Linked DNA regions of Mus musculus: all the other regions are linked to region 3. Evidence: chromatin contacts called from public ChIA-PET and HiChIP or PLAC-seq data. All regions are on one chromosome and are shown on one strand. The core of a region is the stretch at or near the end of the contact, and the rest is flanking DNA. Distances in the headings are between cores, read along the strand shown.

The links. ChIA-PET counts read pairs in DNA pulled down with a chosen protein or histone mark. HiChIP or PLAC-seq counts read pairs in DNA pulled down with a chosen protein or histone mark.
Region 1: an H3K27ac HiChIP or PLAC-seq map of oligodendrocyte precursor cells shows a contact between it and region 3, with 5 times the contacts expected there. The contact joins two enhancer-like sites.
Region 2: a contact with region 3 is called in an RNA polymerase II ChIA-PET map of neural stem cells, with 64 times the contacts expected there. The contact joins the promoter of A930003O13Rik here to the enhancer-like site in region 3. A contact is called at or near these places in 8 of 39 promoter capture datasets (the 3T3-L1 cell line, HPC-7-derived erythroid cells, cranial neural crest and 4 more), 1 of 484 Hi-C or Micro-C datasets (embryonic stem cells), 7 of 115 datasets of contacts at active chromatin or transcription factors (embryonic forebrain, forebrain, neural progenitor cells and 4 more) and 2 of 9 other capture datasets (adipose tissue and embryonic stem cells).

The regions. Positions count from the first base shown.
Region 1 is chr5:22,828,635-22,831,653 of GRCm38.p6, forward strand. All of the region lies in intron 1 of Lhfpl3 (lipoma HMGIC fusion partner-like 3), which reads left to right. Among named protein-coding and RNA genes, the nearest start is that of A930003O13Rik, 83 kb to the left of the region's middle. Within about 2 kb of position 1,452, at least 8 of the 459 cell types and tissues checked have an H3K27ac peak or open chromatin away from gene starts, as enhancers often do. A contact at or near this core is called in oligodendrocyte precursor cells, where this site is marked.
Region 2 is chr5:22,745,536-22,748,363 of GRCm38.p6, forward strand. A930003O13Rik (RIKEN cDNA A930003O13 gene) reads right to left here and starts at 1,349. Exons shown (of 3, transcript NR_027362.1): 1 at 50-1,349. Lhfpl3 (lipoma HMGIC fusion partner-like 3) reads left to right here and starts at 519. Exons shown (of 3, transcript NM_029990.2): 1 at 519-1,090. The coding sequence starts at 658.
Region 3 is chr5:23,164,253-23,167,403 of GRCm38.p6, forward strand. All of the region lies in intron 2 of Lhfpl3 (lipoma HMGIC fusion partner-like 3), which reads left to right. Among named protein-coding and RNA genes, the nearest start is that of Gm17434, 150 kb to the right of the region's middle. Within about 2 kb of position 1,854, at least 25 of the 459 cell types and tissues checked have an H3K27ac peak or open chromatin away from gene starts, as enhancers often do. A contact at or near this core is called in embryonic forebrain, neural progenitor cells, neural stem cells and 2 more, where this site is marked.

The DNA.
Region 1 (3,019 bases), core at 202-2,701, 340 kb before region 3:
ATTTTTTTTTTTTTTTTTACTTTCTGGCTATAGTGAACAGAGCCATAATGAACATGGATGAAGATATATATATGGATATATACTCCTTTGGTAATGTGCCCAGGAGTTGTACAGTTGGAATAGGTGGTATATATTTCTTTCTGGGTTTTTGAGGAAACCTTGCACTGATTTTCATAGCAGCTACATCACTTTGCACTTCCTCCAACAGAAAGTAAGTGTGCACCTTTCCCTACACAGATGGTGTTTGTTTGTTTGCTTGTTTGTTTGTTTCTTATCTTAGCCATTCTGACTGGGATAAGATGAAATTTCAAAAACATTTTAATTTGCATTTTAAGGATCTTATTTTCAGGTGCTCCTGAAAGATTTTTTTCCCTTAATATTAGCTCATTTCATCCTTAAAACAACCCGATGTTGTTTGGATCTTGGGTGTTCCTATATGCTCATGTATTAAAAAAAGTCTTGATTCCCTAGACTTTTTGGAGGTGGTAGAAGTCTAGAAAGTGGAAAGAAGGAAAGAAAGAAAAAAAGAAAGAAAGAAAAAAGAAAGAAAGAAAGAAAGAAAGAAAGAAAGAAAGAAAGAAAGAAAGAAAGAAAAGAATGAAAGGTAGGTCTTCGGGTGACTGGGAATGAGCCTCTGAGAGACATACTGGTATTGTCCTTCCTCGGTTTCATTTCCTATCTATGAGGTGAGGAATCTCTACTGTGAACTGTAAACTCTCACACTTACATGCAAAAATATTGTCTCTTGCTGTTTTTAGCATCTAGAATCATTTTTCATGGACCTTATATATTCCTGTAATACTATAAAACATCCAACAAGGCTTCCTATATATAGTATTACCTGAGAGTTTTTGTAGATAACTTCTTGCAGACACCATATTTCTACTTTCCATTTGACCACCTAGCCAGATTTATTTCTTTTCAGCAGAAAATGTGACTTAAAATGGAGGTCTCTCAAATCCTAGAGAAGACACGCTTCCCAATAAACATTGTGTTTCAGTAAAGATGGAACATTTAATATTAATCCATTCACCTCTTCAAAATGGCACGCTGTAAATTCTACTATTTCAGTGACAGAGAACTGTGTCACACCAAAGCATTCTTCTCCCTTTGAGACTGAAGCTTTGGCCTTTGCTGTGACTTTTGGAGAATCAGGGGTCTGGTGCAAACAAATCACGCAGTCACATGTAAGAAAGACTGTCATAATTAGAATTCCCCCTTTTTCTAACTAACATGCAGTGTTTCCAGAATAAGAAGAGGAAATTGGCATTGAGTTGTTTAAGAGCTCTGCAAGAGCAATTTCAGTGTGAATTCTTAAACGTATGCTAGAGGAGGGGAATATTGTTACGTTCTTCCTAGAGTTTCTTGGGTGCCTCTGTATTCGGAACACCACACAATCATGCCCAGATCTGAGGATAGGGAATTCTGAAATGAAACACAGCTGGCCTGATATTTTTAAGAAAATTGTTAGGGAGACACTATGTGCAATCAGTTGAATTGTTCTTTTTCTTACCCTATTTCAGAAGACAGAAACAATTTGTAAATGCAGAGTTGGTGTTCAGAATGTAAATTGGCAAGAGAATCTGTTTATGCTGTTAGATTTATGCATAAGCTCTAGATGCACAAACAAGGTCTTATTGACCTCAGCAGTTAAGCAGTGATCCAAAACAGGCTCATTGCATCCAATTCCACACTGCTACACAGCAGAGTTAGCATTGTAGTTTTGAGGGCTGAAGTTGAATTCTCTTATGGGTTTAAAAAAAAATTTTTTTTTGAGAAATACAGATTTTATTAGCTGGCACTTAAATGAATGTAGAGCCAATATTTAATGCTGGCTGAATGTGATTGGATTTAATGGGAGTTAGCATTAGATTTTTCAGGGTCATCCTGAGAAGAAAATAAATTGCTCTGTATAGTTACACTGCTTGTAAATGTTAACACCGATTAGCGTATAATTGAGATCATGCTGAAAAACAATGAGTACACAAATGGCTTTAAGAGCATAACTTTAAAAAAATTATCAACTGATTCCATCTGAGCCGAGCCAGGAAATTGGAAATATAAACAGAAGAACGAGAGCATACATTTTTGAGCCTACCTAAAGGATATTTGCTCTCTCAAACAATTGTTAATAATTTAACTGCTCAGTGAGTACCTGCCTGTTAAGCATGTTTTATTTGTAATGCCTGTGCCAAGTACTAACAGCAGAAGGCACTCAGGTGTAATTTTTTTCCTTGAGCGCTTGGATAAGTGACCGCTACTCTTACCCATATTGTCAATGATACTTTATTCTTCTTTCTTAACACTAAAATATTACATGAATCCTCTGTCTTGAAATGCCAGTTTTCACATTCTCTTAAGAAAATTACTACTCCTCATAAAATATGTTCCAACTTCTAGTTTGTGTTTTTATTTTCGGTAACAAATACTTTTATGCTTCTAAAAGCTGTTTGTCATTATTGGTCAAAAGAAATGGAAACACATTCAATGTTAGTAGAACTGATAATAAACCAGAATATGAAGAGTAAGGGCATTTTACCACTGTCACCAAGGACAGACAGTGACATTGCAGTTTGCAATGGACATATGGGCCTAGGTCAATAGATCCATCTGCTGTGGGTTGCATTGTGGCCACAACATAAAGGCATGTTGAAGTCCTAACGCCAGTACCTCAGAATGTGACCTCATTTGAAATTAGATGCATATGACACTGATTTTGATTTGAGTAGGTAGTTTCTCTTTTTAAAGATTTATTTTATGTGGTATGTATGAATGTTTTGTCTGCATAAATGCCTGTGAACCACATTTACGCCTGGTACCTGAGGAAATTCTGAGCTTCCATGTAGGTGCTGGGAACTTAACCTGGGTCTTTTGCAAAAATAACAAATGCTCTTAACCACTCAGCCAACTCTCTAGCCCAAGACTCAGGTAGTTCTCGACCCAATATGACCACTATTCTCTTAATAAGTAGAGAGAACTGTAAATGGTGGCATATATATATATATATATATATATATTT
Region 2 (2,828 bases), core at 99-2,598, 420 kb before region 3:
TTTTAACAGGGATACCTCCCCGGGAACCACATCTCTCTTCCTTTCTCACCTACACCTGCCATAAGGCTGCCTCTTTTTTTCCCTGCAGAGATGCAGAGGTCAAAGCACGTTCCTGTGCGGTGATGAAAAGCTCAGGATCAGCCTCTTGGCCAGCAGCACATCCTCCAGGATCCAGGGAGTGCCTCTAGGATTCCTCTGGGCGCGCTCTTATAACTCCACGTCTGCTTCTCTTGCTCCTGGCACTTAAGAAGCATCTCCTGGTAGCCGCGATCCTCTGTGACCTGGGGCACCAGCAGAGCCTACAGGAAAGAGGGTCAAAGGCGAGATGAAGAGTAAGGGGGCGTGAGGGCTCGCAGGCTTCAGCTGCAGCAGCTGCAGCAACGAGCAGAGGAGTGGAGGGTGCAAAGCAGGGCTGGAGCCGGGTCCAGGAGGGAGGGAAGAGGGGGGCGGGAGGCTGTGCCTGGCGAGCCGGAGGGGTGCTCCACGCTCCCCCTCCCTCCTTCCGGGAGCGAGGGTGCAGACTCTAGAACTGGTGCTGCTGGGCTGAGGCGGAGGCAGGGGAATTGCAACGCACGCCGCTCGCTCGGCGAGTGTGTCTCCTGCGCGCCGAGAGGCGGGGGGAGGCGGAGGACCGGGAGGAGGAGGAGGAGGGGGAGAATGCCCGGAGCCGCCGCCGCCGCCGCCGCGATGCTCCCGGCTCAGGAGGCTGCCAAGCTGTACCACACCAACTATGTGCGGAACTCGCGGGCCATCGGCGTGCTGTGGGCCATCTTCACCATCTGCTTTGCCATCGTCAATGTGGTGTGCTTCATCCAGCCCTACTGGATCGGCGACGGCGTGGACACCCCGCAAGCCGGCTATTTCGGGCTCTTCCACTACTGCATCGGCAACGGCTTCTCCCGGGAGCTGACCTGCAGGGGTAGCTTCACGGACTTCTCCACGCTGCCCTCGGGCGCCTTCAAAGCCGCCTCCTTCTTCATCGGCCTCTCCATGATGCTCATCATCGCCTGCATCGTTTGCTTTACCCTCTTCTTCTTCTGCAACACAGCCACCGTGTACAAGATCTGTGCTTGGATGCAGCTCACCTCCGGTGAGTGCGCGCTCACCTCCACGGAGGCAGGGGACCCCTGGGTGTCCGAGCTCCAGAGAGGCTGGAGTGGGAGGGACCGCTTCCTGAGCTCTGCCAGTCCGGGACAACTTAATCCTCTCTCAGGTTGAAGGCGTGGAAGGAGGAACCCCCAGGTTCCTCAACCTTGGCACTGGCGCCAGGTCCCCAGGCGTTTCCGAACCTCTTGGATGCTAGGGACGCCACCCATAGGGACGCCTTGGAGGCTGAGCAGTTGTTGGGCAGAGTCCGCTCAGAACTAATGATGGGGTAGTGGGGCGGAGAAGTGGCCACTTAGAGGCTGGGCTCCGTGTGTGTGTGTGTGTGTGTGTGTGTGTGTGTGTGTGTGTGTGTGTTTATGTGCGTGAGCTGGGGACTAGGGGAGTCTGGTACAAGCGGGTGAAAAGAGGATTTAGAGCAAGCCAACCTGTTCTGCCCTTCCCTGGATTATTTCCGCCTTTGCTTCAGGGTGTGTGAGTGTTGGGAGGAAGGGGGGGGGGCGTGTAAATTTGTCTTTGGCAACCATAAATATTTTATCATCCATCTGGTGATGAGTAAATCCTAATTTTGTTTAGGCACCCCTCCCTCCCCCGGTTTTCTTAAAAAGAAAAAAAAAAATGTAGCGTAGAGTGTTCCTTAGCAGTTCCTCGATGCCACACCTCCAGCGTCTCCTTGTCAGCCAAGGTCCTTCCATTTCATCTCTAAACAGGCAGAGACGTCTTGGGAGAATGGGGATTTCTCAAGACCTCATTTTGGGGAAGGGGTGTTAGGAAAGCAGGCGAGGAGAAAACTGGCTTCACTAGCACCAGTGATCTTCCCTCTGTTCAGTGTACTGTTGCCAGCTGAGGCTATGATAGGACTCCCTTCCCCACATCCGCCAGCATCAAAGTTACTTTCAATTAAGAAAGAATGTGGAGTGCCTTCTCTGGTGGCTTTGAAGAGTCCGGAAACAACACCCGTGCTTACTGCACTTCTGTTCTGTCTCCTCTCCTGCCTTCCAGTCTAAAGTCAAGGGTCCTTGTTTTTCGACACATTGATGAAGCCCTTTGGAATGGAGGGATCTTGAATGTCTCCAGCAGTTAAACATCTTTATTTATGACTTATTATTATCATCAGTATTTAAGTATCTTAGACTTAAGGGAATGTTTATTCTATAATGTTTTGAAGGCTTCTGGGAGAAGAGAGATTTCATTACTGAGCTTATCAGAATGTGTAAGATGAGGAAATGCTGAAAGATGTTGGGACAAGCTAAAGTTCCTGTTATTCTGGGATGCCGGGTCCCTTTGTGCAGCAGAGGCTGGCCTCAAACTCCTGGTGCACTCACCTCAGCCTTCTAGTGCTGGGATCTCAGGCTCTGTATCTGTATCAGGAAAGGTTCTTGTTCTTGTTAGTTTCATCGAAGAAGTGAAGCTTAGCATGGACTGAAGTGCTTGTTTGAGGTTTGTCTTGCTGCATTGCATTTGCATTTACTGTGAAAGTTTGTGTGTGAGACGCAGGGACGAGCATCCTGTCATCCTGCTGCACAGAAAGAGCTTATTTCCTGTGGTCACTCTGCCCTCCCCAGCTCGAATTTATCCCCTGCTCTGTGCCTTTTTACTCTCATTAATTTTGTTGACATTTCAGAAGCAGAATAACTGAGATGTTCGGTAGACTTCTTCATTGCGCTTCTTCATGGTACTTTCCTCTGATTTGACTTTGAAGAGAATAGGACAGGCAGGCTGCA
Region 3 (3,151 bases), core at 604-3,103:
AGATGTCAGGGATGAAAAAGCAATATTGTCAAGAATAGTAATATGGGTAATATGTCAGAGTGAGAATCAATAGCAGCCACACACACAAAAAAAAAGGTAATCAATTTTTCTAAAGAATGATTCGATCTCACCCTTAAAGAATTGGAACTGTCAACAAGATAACCAGACAGCACTGAGAGAGACCCACCCTCAACATGGCCCAGACAGGACCTGAGCTGTGTTGATCTGGAGACATTCAGCATTTTGACTGTAATGAAGTGGCCATGTATCTAATGACAAGAAGTTGTTGCACTACAAAGCATGTTGGAAAGGTGGATGAAAGACTGAATTTGCTTCTTCCCCGTCTCTAGAAACTCAACTCTTCTGTATATCTTCCTTTGGATAACTTGGAGCCCAAAGAAACTACAGTAGAAAGGCAAAGAGCAGTGTAAGGTGACAAGGGGTGTGGCAAACAAGAGACATATAGGTCTTGCTTCTGCTTCCTGAGCTGGGTGCTGATGAAACCAGAGTTCCTTCCACTCTGCAAACTCACTGAGCATACACACACAGTCCGCACACTTTCTCACATATACTGCAGAAGTACTGTATACACTAGACTTGAATTGAACATTTGTCACAAAAATAGTTTCCATTTAGCCCACACAGGCAGGAGCAGTTACTCTGCATCCTAACGTGTTGCACTATGAGAAGATAGACAAGATGACCCAGCCACCCTGGAGCTGCTTCTTTCACCATCATTGACACATGATGAAAAGCGCCAGTGTTCCCAACACCAGGACCAGAATGATAATCAGAGCATGGGCAAAGTTGCCGCAGGCCTTCAGGAAAAGGCCATCGAGTGAAGCTTTGCCACAAGGGGATGGAACTGAGTCAATGGCACTGCAGGGTTGGTGTTGACAGCAAGGAGAATGAAGGTAGCTCTGGGTGGGCTCATACTTCAGACACAGCATTTGCAAAGAAGCTGCTGGTGGATTAGATTCCTTCAATTCAATAGCCAGTATTTTCTGATAATATCTTCTCAAATACAGTTGCAGGGAATTATGGTCCTGTTAAAACAGACTGTAAGGACTTCCCAGCAATCCCTCATTTTAAGCTGTTCTTTTCCTTTCTTGTTTAATCTAACATGAACATAAACGTGGTCCACACAGTAATTGATTGGCAGCTAAGGACAATGAGTATCTGTATCATCAGTGACAAGTTGCCAATCACATATTGAAATTAAAAAAAAAAAAAAAAAAGACCAAAGCCTAGACTAGGGTGTGTTGGCTAAAGTGACAGAAGAAATTACTATGACCTCCACTTGATAAGTAAGTGAACGCAAGTCTCCTTGAGAGTTTTTCCTACAGTGCTGGTCTCTCAGGAAGCAAACTGCTTCTTAGGAGGCAGGAAGGAAAATAAAAGCTGTTTGATAACCCACTGCACAAACAAGGTGAGGTAGTCAGCACCTGCATAATAGATCCTTAGGGAAGCTCTTCCAATCCTATGGTCTTTTTCCGAAGTCTCTGAAGTTCCCTGTAAACAAATCACCTGATTCTACTAAGCCACCTGCCTCCATCCCACTGAAAAGAGTTCTGGTAAAGGGCAGCCCAAATGTGCACAGATGACCCTTTCTCTTGGGACCCCAAGAAAAATCCTTTGGTCGAAACATAGACGTGTATTATTTAGTCTCCCAGCAAACACGGAGGGAAACAAGGAAATGAAGGAAATGCAAATCATGAGCTGCCACATAAGATCCTAATTACCATAATTTGACCATCCCCCTTCCTCACTGCCGGAAAGTCAGCCTTCTGGATGAGATGAAGCCAAACAGGGAAGATAACAGCCTTCTGTTCTTTCTCGCCACTGCTTGCCTCTTCCCTTTCTTCCCCTGCTCTGTAAAGGATGTTGATTCTTCCAACCATTTGCAAGCCTCACTTGTGTTAGTGAAAGCTTCGCGTGACTTGATAAAACGAGCTAAAGGAAAGGCAAAGAAAAGGGGAATGAAGCAGACACATGCTGTCCTTTTATTCCCTAAAGCAACTGTCAGTCTCAGGATGATGTCACTGAACCTGCCAGGAATCTCTGTGGAGTCGTTCTTGTTGGGTGCAGGGGCAGCAAATCTAAAAGGTCCAAGTGTTCCATGGTGTGATTTAGAAAAGTATCAATAATTCAGGAAAGACCAATTCAAACTCCCCCTGTCCGGTCACATCAGTAGCATCACTGTCCCTCCGCCTGCACACAACTCCTACAATATTCCTTTTTTCAGGATTATTCCTAGCACTACCTTGTCTCTGACTTTCCCCAAACCATGTGCGCTAAGTTATCTTGGCATAGCTTCTTACATTTATGGTGGTAAATGAGCCAGACTGGGAGATGGACAAAGTGTCTTAACTATTTGAATTCACCTAAAATATGCTCATTAAAATCTAGATCTTAAAAGCATGTCCCTGCCTATGTTAGTGCCAGGGCTTCTGTCTTTTGCCATGACAAGTACCATAAAAATTAAATCCCCTGTCACTCTTCAGCTCATGGATGGGTGTGATGGAATGCTTCCATGACAGCTTTCAATCAGCTAAATAAGGCCTCAATAGTACAGCCCCTAGTCAGGGCTCAAGTGAGCAAGCCATTAAGTCAGTGACAGTACATGCAGACAATGCAGTAGAGGGTCCACTCCAGTGACCTTCATGTTTCATAGCATTTGGCATGGCGGGCTTCATTAGTTTCAACCAGTATGTAGAGGAGATGCAGTTTAGCATGAAAAAAGGTATTTCTTCAAGAAGCAAAGAGGCAGTCTCCTTGTTAGCACTGGGGTGGGAGCTGCTAGCAAAGAAAGGCCAGGAGTGATCCAAGCAGCTACAGGAAACTGGCAGGAGTAAATGATTATTGGACCACTTTTGAAGGTCATGAAGTGAGGAAGAAAGGGGAGGGATACATATGTTACCAGGCCTTTGAAGTCCATATTCTATTTCCAAGTACACTGTAAAGAGAAAGAAAAGGCAGCCAGGAAGGGAGGAATAATGAGGCCAAGTTGGAAGCTGAGGCTGCAAAGCGAAAAGGGAAGATGGCTGAATGTCTCTAAGCGAGCACAGAATGCAGATGGTTTGGCTGCAGGTGACAGAAACCTCCGTTAAAGAGTCTGAAACATGGAAAACACTTTGGAACCAGGAAAACA